Regions from separate parts of the Mustela erminea genome. Here region 1 is linked to region 2. A link is a contact called in public Hi-C data. All regions are on one chromosome and are shown on one strand. The core of a region is the stretch at or near the end of the contact, and the rest is flanking DNA. Distances in the headings are between cores, read along the strand shown. Region 1 holds the start of UROD (uroporphyrinogen decarboxylase). Region 2 holds the start of HPDL (4-hydroxyphenylpyruvate dioxygenase-like protein).

The links. Hi-C and Micro-C count contacts between places; a contact is called where the count stands out from the background.
Region 1: a contact with region 2 is called in a Hi-C map of spleen, with 4 times the contacts expected there. The contact joins the promoter of UROD here to the promoter of HPDL in region 2. A contact is called at or near these places in 2 of 3 Hi-C or Micro-C datasets (fibroblasts and spleen).

What each region holds. Positions count from the first base shown.
Region 1 is chr10:74,753,440-74,758,017 of mMusErm1.Pri, reverse strand. It overlaps UROD (uroporphyrinogen decarboxylase), which reads left to right and starts at 1,672. Exons shown (of 9, transcript XM_032361609.1): 1 at 1,672-2,132; 2 at 2,745-2,857; 3 at 3,134-3,196; 4 at 3,410-3,607; 5 at 3,734-3,895; 6 at 4,267-4,404; 7 at 4,554-4,578. The coding sequence starts at 2,771.
Region 2 is chr10:74,455,859-74,460,376 of mMusErm1.Pri, reverse strand. HPDL (4-hydroxyphenylpyruvate dioxygenase-like protein) reads left to right here and starts at 2,356. Exons shown (of 1, transcript XM_032361157.1): 1 at 2,356-3,931. The coding sequence starts at 2,538. The coding sequence ends at 3,653. It overlaps MUTYH (adenine DNA glycosylase), which reads right to left. Exons shown (of 17, transcript XR_004289824.1): 16 at 4,218-4,518.

The DNA of each region.
Region 1 (4,578 bases), core at 423-2,922, 300 kb before region 2:
TTTATGCCCTCATTGAACCGCTATCCTATCTAGGCTGGATCATTGGAACAGACATTTTTCTGGTTCTCTGGCCCGTTTTTGCATTCCCACTCTGATGAGTCACACACAACCAGAAGACTCTAAAAATCTAACAGACATCCTCTTAGCTCCTCATCCTAGGGGCAGTATTGCTAAAATATTTGGGAGAATAATCCCCTCCTTAGCCCTGCCACTGATAGGAGCCTTGAGTTGTTCAGCGCTCATCCTGGTTGTTACTCCTAATCCTAGGACACTTGTGATCATTATCCAGTTTCTCCCAGTAATTCTGAACCAGATGAGAGGAAAGGTCCAATGCGGGAAGATAGGTCCAAGGTGGGTAGATAGGATGGAGGCAAAAAAAAAAAAAAAAAGTACAGGAGCTGTTGGTGAAGTATAAGGAAACTTTGTCTCCCACCCTCCCTGGCAAACAGTTTTTTAAAAAGTTTTTTTTGAGATATAATTCATATTCCATATAAGTCACCCATTTAAAATGTATGATGGTTTTTTATATATTTTTAAAAACTGTAGTAAAATAAGTGTAAATTTGCTGAGTTAACCACTTTAAGAGTACAATTACCTATTTCCAAAACTTTTTCATCATTCCAAACAGCAGGGCTTTCTCTTTAAGCAATAACTCCTCATGGCCTACTCGATAAACTCTAATCTACTTTCTGTCTCTATGAATTAGCCTATTCTAGATATTTCATAAATGGAACCATATAATATTTTCCTTTTGGGTCTGTCTTATTTCACTTAGAATAATATTGCAACAATATCATAGCATGAATAGAACTTAAATTTCTTTTTATGGGTCGACTAATACTGTGTTTTATGTATACACTACATATCGTTTATCCATTCATCCGTTGATGGACATTTGGATGGAAACTTTGTTTTGATTTAGTTTTCAAATAATCAAAGTTATCAAGAAAGAAATAATTTTTGATCCCGTGTAATTCTGACGATTTTCCTTTTATTTTCTCCTTAGAAAGCTGGGAACATAGTGCCCCTCTTCCCTTCTCTCCAAGCTGTTTGTATGCTACGGTGCTACTACAGAATAAAGTGGATAAGTGAATCTCATAAGGGCATGCATGACCTGGACTCTGAAGACACCTCTAGCCTCTTTAATTCCAGCAGATGGGTCTTCTGGTTCCCACAATAGCCATTTGTTCTTTTGCCTCTTCTCTTTGCACCTGCTGTTCCCTCTATTTGGAACACCCCTACTGCTTTCCCTAGTTACAGGAAGAGCCCTTGCTAGCTACTTCTGGTTTTTTCCTCTTGAAACATTTACTATTATGATCGCTGATCCACCAGTCTGTAGCTCCTTAAAGGAAAGGGCTGTCTTGGTGACCACTGTTAACTTCTGCATCTACTATATATAGTGCCCGCCTCTTAGTAGGTAATATAAATATATATTTTAAAAAGACTTATTCTAAGAGTGAGAGAGAGATACCGCACTGTGCCTGCGCACACTTGAGTTCCGGGTAGCGGCAGAGGGAGAGAATCCCAAGCCGACTCCCAGAGGAGTGTGGGGTCCCACTGAGGACTCAGTCTCAGGACCCATGACATCATGACCTGAGCCGAAATCACAAGCCGCACACTTAACCAACTGAGCCACCCAGGTGCCCCGGTAACGTAAATATTTAATTATTTCATTTCCCTGTAGAGCTTGGTTCTTTAATCCACTGTGTGCCTGCCTGGTCGCCAGGCCTAAGATTGTTAGAATCATGGAGCATGGGAGTAAAAGTGAGTCTCGGCTGAAACTCTCGGATTTCCAGGCCATCAGAGGAGAGGAGATTCCTGATGCCACGGTAAGGGGTAGTTATTTGCGGAGTTCTTGGCGGTGGGGAGGGTAGGAGAAGCGTGGGGGCGTTTGTTGCTGCGACGCTACAGCGGATTTTACGGTGGAGAAAGGTTGTCGGGGGTCCTACCGGCAGCACCCAGGGCAGCCCCGGAGCTAATGCCAGTGTCTGATCATGTGACTTTCAACATGGCGCCGACCCTGGCTCCCTCCAGGAAGGGGTGGAGCTTGATCTCACAGACTCTGGTTGACGTTACGGTGGAGACTCTGCTCGCAGTTAGCCACGGCTTATCATGGAGGCGAACGGGTCGGGGTGAGTTCTCTGCACCACTTGGTATGGCCGGCGTGGTTTCTGACCTGACTCTTCCAACTCAGGAATCTGTCCCTATACCCCTCTTTCCCGACCTTGGAGAGTTCCCAACCCGATTCCTGTCTCTGGAATCCCTAATCCTCTATACATGGATTCCTGAGACTCGTTTAGGGGATGCCTCCAGGATTTTCTAATCCTCAGTTAGGATCCGTATTTTGGGACCGTCTTCTCTGATTTCTCAGTGTACCCTAGCCTGGGATCTACCAGCTTCCGAACCAGCCAACTGGTAGCCCTGTTCCTGAGATTTTCTGGCCCAAAGACCCTGATCAGTTCCTACTGGGCTTTCATTACGCCCTTCCCCCAGTTTCTCCAGTGGCTTTGAACTTGGGGGAGTTGGGGCTGTGTGGAAGATAGAGGCCCCAGCGCGGGCCCTTCTAGTCTTGTGCACCATCTGATAGGCAAAGAAGAAATGGAATGGGCGGGGAGCCACAGCTTAGGAACTGGCTGGAGAAGGCAGATAGTGGTGTCAGAATGAATCCGCCTTAAGAACCCGGGCCTTTCCCAACTCTTGTCCAAGCTTACTGACACCTACCCCTTCCCCCTCCTGATCTCCAGATCCCAGGGTTTTCCAGAGCTGAAGAATGACACGTTCCTGCGAGCAGCCTGGGGAGAAGACACAGACTATACTCCCGTTTGGTGCATGCGGCAGGCAGGCCGCTATTTACCAGGTGAGGGTCGGGCCCAGGAATCCAAGTGAAACTCTGGAGAGTGAAAAGATTTTTGAGGGGCAGGGGAGGGATCCAGAGGTTCCTCAGAGTTCGGCCCAGCTTTCCCTCTTCTGTCTGCAGAGTTTAGGGAAACTCGGGCTGCCCAGGACTTTTTCAGCACCTGTCGCTCCCCAGAGGCCTGCTGTGAACTGACTTTGCAGGTGAGGCCTCTATGAAAAAGGGAGGTATTTATGCCCTCAGTTTGCCTTCTAGTAACCTGTCTTCTATTCCCTACAGCCACTGCGTCGCTTCCCTCTGGATGCTGCCATCATCTTCTCTGACATCCTTGTTGTACCCCAGGTACCCATTCAAACCTGATGGGTAAGAAAGAGTAAAGGTAGCCAAGGCTCAAGATAAGCACTTATCTACACTGGACAGATGGAAAAACTGGGCTGAAAGAGATGGAGTTTGACCAAGTTTCATTTTCCTTTTCTTCCTTCTTGACATGGGCTGAACAGAGCCTTTTCTCCTAGAGTTATAGGTAGGAAATCCAGGTATTTTCTTCCTTGCCAGGCACTGGGCATGGAGGTGACTATGGTACCTGGCAAAGGGCCCAGCTTCCCAGAGCCATTAAGAGAAGAACGGGACTTAGAACGTCTCCGGGATCCAGCAACAGTGACCTCTGAACTGAGCTATGTGTTCCAGGCCATCACCCTTACCCGACAACAGCTGGCTGGGCGTGTGCCGCTGATTGGCTTTGCTGGTGCCCCGGTAATGTGGAACAAGGCAGGGACTTGGGCATGGGGAGATCATTCTGGTGGGTCTGGTGTAGACAAGGGAAGTAGGTATCAGTCTGGCTTCTACACCTATGACATTCTCTTTGTATCCTTTTTGCAGTGGACTCTGATGACATACATGATTGAGGGTGGCGGCTCAAGCACCATGGCTCAGGCCAAGCGTTGGCTTTACCAGAAACCACAGGCTAGTCACCAGCTGCTTCGCATCCTCACTGATGCTCTGGTCCCATATCTTGTGGGACAAGTGGCTGCTGGTGCCCAGGTGGGTCCTGAGGGAAAGGAATAGACTTGGGGTCTAGAAGAATGAGAAGCAGTATGGTTCCCTACACCTGAGAGGGTAGGTGTCATAATGCCCAGCAGGAAAGAAGCTTGGCCTACGATGATCTGACTGGAGCACCTAGGTCCAAACTTGTCATTGACACTGGCAGTGCTAATATGCATTCAAAGACCAAAGCTCGCACTGGTATGTGGAGAAAGCAGAACTTTTTGAATGGAACTGGATTTATAGGCTTAGGCAGTATGAGGGTCTGAAGTTACTCGGGAGAAATTGAGACACGTGGTGTGTGTGGGGTGTGAGATACTTTGTGTGTTATGTATTTGTCTTTACCATCCCCTCCTCCCCTCGAACTGTAGGCATTGCAGCTCTTTGAGTCCCATGCAGGGCATCTTGGCCCACAGCTCTTCAGTAAGTTTGCACTGCCCTACATCCGTGATGTGGCCAAGCAGGTGAAGGCCAGGCTGCAGGAGGCAGGCCTGGCACCAGTGCCCATGGTAAGGATGGGGATGGAGTAAGTGAAGGTGGGCCTGGGGAATGGTCAGGGACTGAAGTGACCACTGGAGGGCAGCAGAGGCGCAGCCAAGATAAGTTAGTGGGCAAAGGCAGGCCTTTTGTTGCCTCAGAAATCTGTCCTTTCCCTCAGATCATCTTTGCTAAAGACGGACATT
Region 2 (4,518 bases), core at 1,107-3,606:
AGCTGCGGAAGGGACTTGGTTCTACAGGTTCAGGACGTGTATAGCACCTCCACAGCCGGCTCCCCACCCCTGCACCGCCGCTGACCTGGCCGCTGTGGAAGGCGGATGTGGCACGAGGCCTCCTGCAGCGCCATCGCCTCACCCCTCGGACCTACGTGCCCTCCAGCGCCCACCCTTAGCATCCATAGACCCAGCAGGAAGGCAGTCGCGGACAGGCACGGAGGACGCCATCACGCGGAAGTTGCCCCAGGGTCCTGACCGGGAGGAGATGGCGGTCTTACATTGGTCACAGCCCAGATGCCAGCAGGGCTGCAGGAATGGGAGTCTGGCTTGGCGAGGCGGGGGAGAGAACCAACATCAATGACCACCTCTACCCTTTCTGCCCCCTCGCCCCCCAAAATGACCTCTGGGTCAAGGTCAAGCACAGTGCTGTTGCAGGGCAATATGCCCTAACTAAGATCTCCCTTTCTTTAAGTCAGACCCTTCTTGGCCTTTAGAAATCTACCCTCTTCCTCAGGACCAGGTGGGAAGTGATGGGTTTAGGGGACCCGTTTCTGTGCCCTCTGTCGGTACATAGGGCCCTTGAGTGGAAACCCCTCTGGCTGGACCAAAGGCCTGGAGGCACTAGAGCTGCTCACCTGGGGCCTTGATCATGATAGCGTGGACAGAAGATAACCTATTCTGCCCCAACCCTCACAGAGCGCTATCCCCAGAGGCCCTAACCTCAGAATCCACACCAAAGCCAGGGCCTTCCTAGAGCCTTCCCAGTGCTCAAACCTGGGGGGGGGGGGCGGTCCAAATGTGGTTGTTATTCTGAGTCCTACTGCAGCCCCTCTCCTTGTGACATACAAACCCACTTTGTATGTCCTGATCCCACATAGCTGGGCTTCAGCGCATAGGCTAAATCCTGGACCCCTTGCCAGGCTGCAGAATATACTATCTTATTTAATCACAACAACCCTATGAAGTAGGTACTATTATTATTCCCATTTTTACAGAGGAGAAAATCAAGTCTCAGAGAAGATAAGCAACTTGCTCCAAGTCATACAGCTACTAAATATTGGAGGTAGTTTTCAAACCCGGGTCTATCCAGCTTTTGGAACCCATGTTCTCCAATTTATTAGTCTGCAGAGTAGCACCAAGTGTATTTTACCATTGCTGATCAGCTTCTTGGTACTGCCTACCTGACTGCAAGACTAAACACGCAGCCAGACCTCTTTTTCTCAGCCCTGTGCCTCCATCACAACCTTCTTCCTCTTGCCAATGAACTTGACAATGACGTAATACTGAATGGTATCATATCTGCTCCCTGACAAAGGAATCTCCTTTGCAATGCCTGGAACCATAGCATCTATCCCAAATGTCTCCCCAGTCTTATGCTCTTGCTCCTCTGAGGGTTTGGCTCGCATTCCTGACCTTTTTGCTTATGCCATTTACCCCTGAAGTGCCCTTCCCAAACCCTCCAAGAGCCACCCGCTGAAGTCTCAGAAGACTCCTATTATCTACTCAATTCTACTCAATCCAGTGATCTCACACAATTCTGGGTCTCAAGCCCAGAAAAGCCTATAGAAAGCTTCTCTGGCCCAATACCCAGTCAGGAAGCTACAAGAAGGGCTTGAGTTCTAGTCCTTTAGGGTCAGGAGGGAGAGAAAGGACACTAATGCAGCTGTTTCTTTCAGGTCCTGTGCCACCAGTTTTTTTCTCCAAATCTTGCTTGGGTCAGGGTCAAAAGATTGTTGAGAGAGAAGTGGGGTTGAAGAAAGAGGCGCAGTTGAGAGACTAACAGAGAGAAAGAGATTTGAGGAGCCATACAAATGACCTAGCTTCCTATAACATCAGTTTCTCTGGACCAATTTGGGGAGGGAAAGAAAATCTGTAAAAAAATATTTTGATATTTTTAAAGTTTTAAAGGAACATTACGCGTCAAAGGCAAAATTCTCTAGAATTTTTAAGCTAAAACTTGACACTGGTAAATTCCTTGCTTGGGGCAGGGGCGGGGGTAAGCGGTTAGGAATTCTGGCTCCTCCCCCAGCTAGGATTGGTTTCCTTTGCTCTTAAGTTTAGGGGAGGAGAGAAAGCCCGGCCGCTGGCACCAAGTGAAGGCAGCTATTGTGGTCTCCGGGGCTGTGGGAGAAGGGAGGCTCGGTGCCCGAGGGCATGGCCCATAAACAGGCTCTGGGAAAGGGCAGTCCTGCGTCCCCGCTGTACCCTTGGCGACACGGTCTGCGTGGGAGGAGGAGAGTGTGAGCCGCGGTCCCTGGCGCCGCCCCATCCCTCCGGCTGCACCCCAGCTCTGGCTCCACGTGGTTTTCACCACTGGCCCCGCAGACCGCGTGGTCCCAACGCTGCCCCGCGAGCCCCAAAGGGGTGAGTCTGTGACTTCCTCAGAAAAGAGCGAGGAATGCGCTCTGAAGGCAAAACTGGACTCCACTAGCTTCTGACGACAAACCTGGGACGGAGAGTCCGGGAGTCTTGAAAAGCCAGGTGAGCGGCCTTACTAGGGGGAAGGACAAGCCAGGGTCATCACCCGGACCGCCATGGCCGTGCACGCCCGTCGTCTGTGCCACATTGCCTTCCACGTGCCCGCGGGGCAGCCCCTGACCCAGGATCTGCAGCGTCTCTTCGGTTTCCAGCCCCTGGCCGTGCGGGAGGCAGAAGGCTGGCGGCAGTTGGCCCTGCGCAGCGGCGACGCGGTCTTTTTGGTGAACGAGGGCGCAGGGCTGGGGGAGCCGCTGTACGGCCTGGACCCACGTCATGCTGTGCCCAGTGCCACCAACCTGTGTTTCGACGTGGCGGACGCGGGCGCCGCCGCCCGGGCGTTGGTCGCGCAGGGCTGCAGCGTGCCGGTGCCCCCGGTTAGCGTGAGGGATACGCAGGGCACAGCCACCTACGCTGTGGTCCGCTCGCCTGCCGGCAACCTCAGCCTGACACTCCTGGAGCGTGCGGGCGTCCGAGGGCCTTTCCTCCCAGGATTCCAGCCCGTATCCTCTGCAGCCAGCCCGGGCTGGGTCAGCCACGTGGACCACCTGACCCTGGCCTGCATCCCTGGCAGCTCCCCCACACTGATGCGCTGGTTCCACGACTGCCTAGATTTTCGCCACCTGCCACTGAGTCCAGGTGAGGACCCCAAGACAGGCCTCGAGGTGACAGCAGGAGCTGGGAGAGGGGGACTGAAGCTCACGGCCCTGCAGACCCCACCAGGCAGTGCTGTCCCCACTCTCGTGCTGGCTGAGACCCTACCAGGGGCTTCTAGTGGACAGGACCAGGTGGAGCAGTTCCTGACCCGGCACAGGGGACCAGGACTGCAGCACGTGGGGCTCTACACGCCGAACATTGTAGAAGCCACTGAGCGGGTAGCAGCAGCTGGGGGCCAGCTGCTGGCTCCTCCTGAGGCATACTACCAGCAGCCAGGCAAGGAAAGGCAGATCCTAGCTGCTGGGCATGAGCCTAGCCTGCTGGCCCGACAGGGGATCCTGCTGGATGGCGATGAAGGCAAGTTTCTGCTTCAGGTCTTCACCAAGTCTCTCTTTCCAGAGGACACCTTCTTCCTGGAGCTGATTCAGAGGCAGGGGGCCACAGGCTTTGGCCAGGGCAACATCCGGGCCCTATGGCAGTCGGTGCAGGAGCAAGCCACCAGGGAATGGGAAACCTGAGGAAGGTTGCGGCTGGTTTCAGCCTCCTATACTGGAGCACAGGGCCAGCTGAACTGAGAAACACCTGCAGAGGCTTGGGGTGAAGGGCTTTGTCTCCAGGGGCCAGGTACAGCCACCATGTCTTCGGTACCTACCAGAACTTGAAGCTCTCACTGGGGTCCAAAGAGGTGGGATTTTTTTTTTTTTAAAACCATGAAATGTTCTTACGTAGTCTATAACTAACATAAAGAATGATAAAGGAATTATAGTAGGAAATAGAACTTACCGATATTTTTGAACCATCTTTGTGACCTTCTCTGATCCCATTTCTCTCCACCATAGCCCCCAATTTTATGATTATTAACCCTTGATTCGCTGTATTGTTTCACTACATATGAAACAATACAGAAATAAATTTAGTGTTTAAGGTAGGAATTTAAGACAGAACAAATCCTCCCGGTTCCCTTCTCCCTAGGGAGCAGCCTCTGTGGGTGGGGAGGCCTTGGGCAGGGGGCCCACTGCAGCTGCTTTCTTCCTCTCTCCTGGGGGCTGGGGGAGGACGATCACTCGGGACAGAACACTCACCTCCATTTGCCCCGGGCTGGCTGGGAGTGCGGGACTTCACCACTTTCCGGGCCCCTCTGAGGAGAAGAATGAGTGGGCTAGGGAGGAGGTGGAAAGTCTCCAAAAGGACTATAAAAATAAGTACTTTATTTAAAAAAAAAAAAAAAAAGCTAAAAACGGATTCTCAGGAAGTGGGGGCTTGCAGAGGCGTCACTGGGCCGTACTGTTGAGGTGGGGTGCATCCGTGGGGAGGTGAGGCCGGAAGAAATTATCCAGGACTTGCTGGCCCGGGCCGGGCCTTTTCCGGCTGGATGGAGTAGAC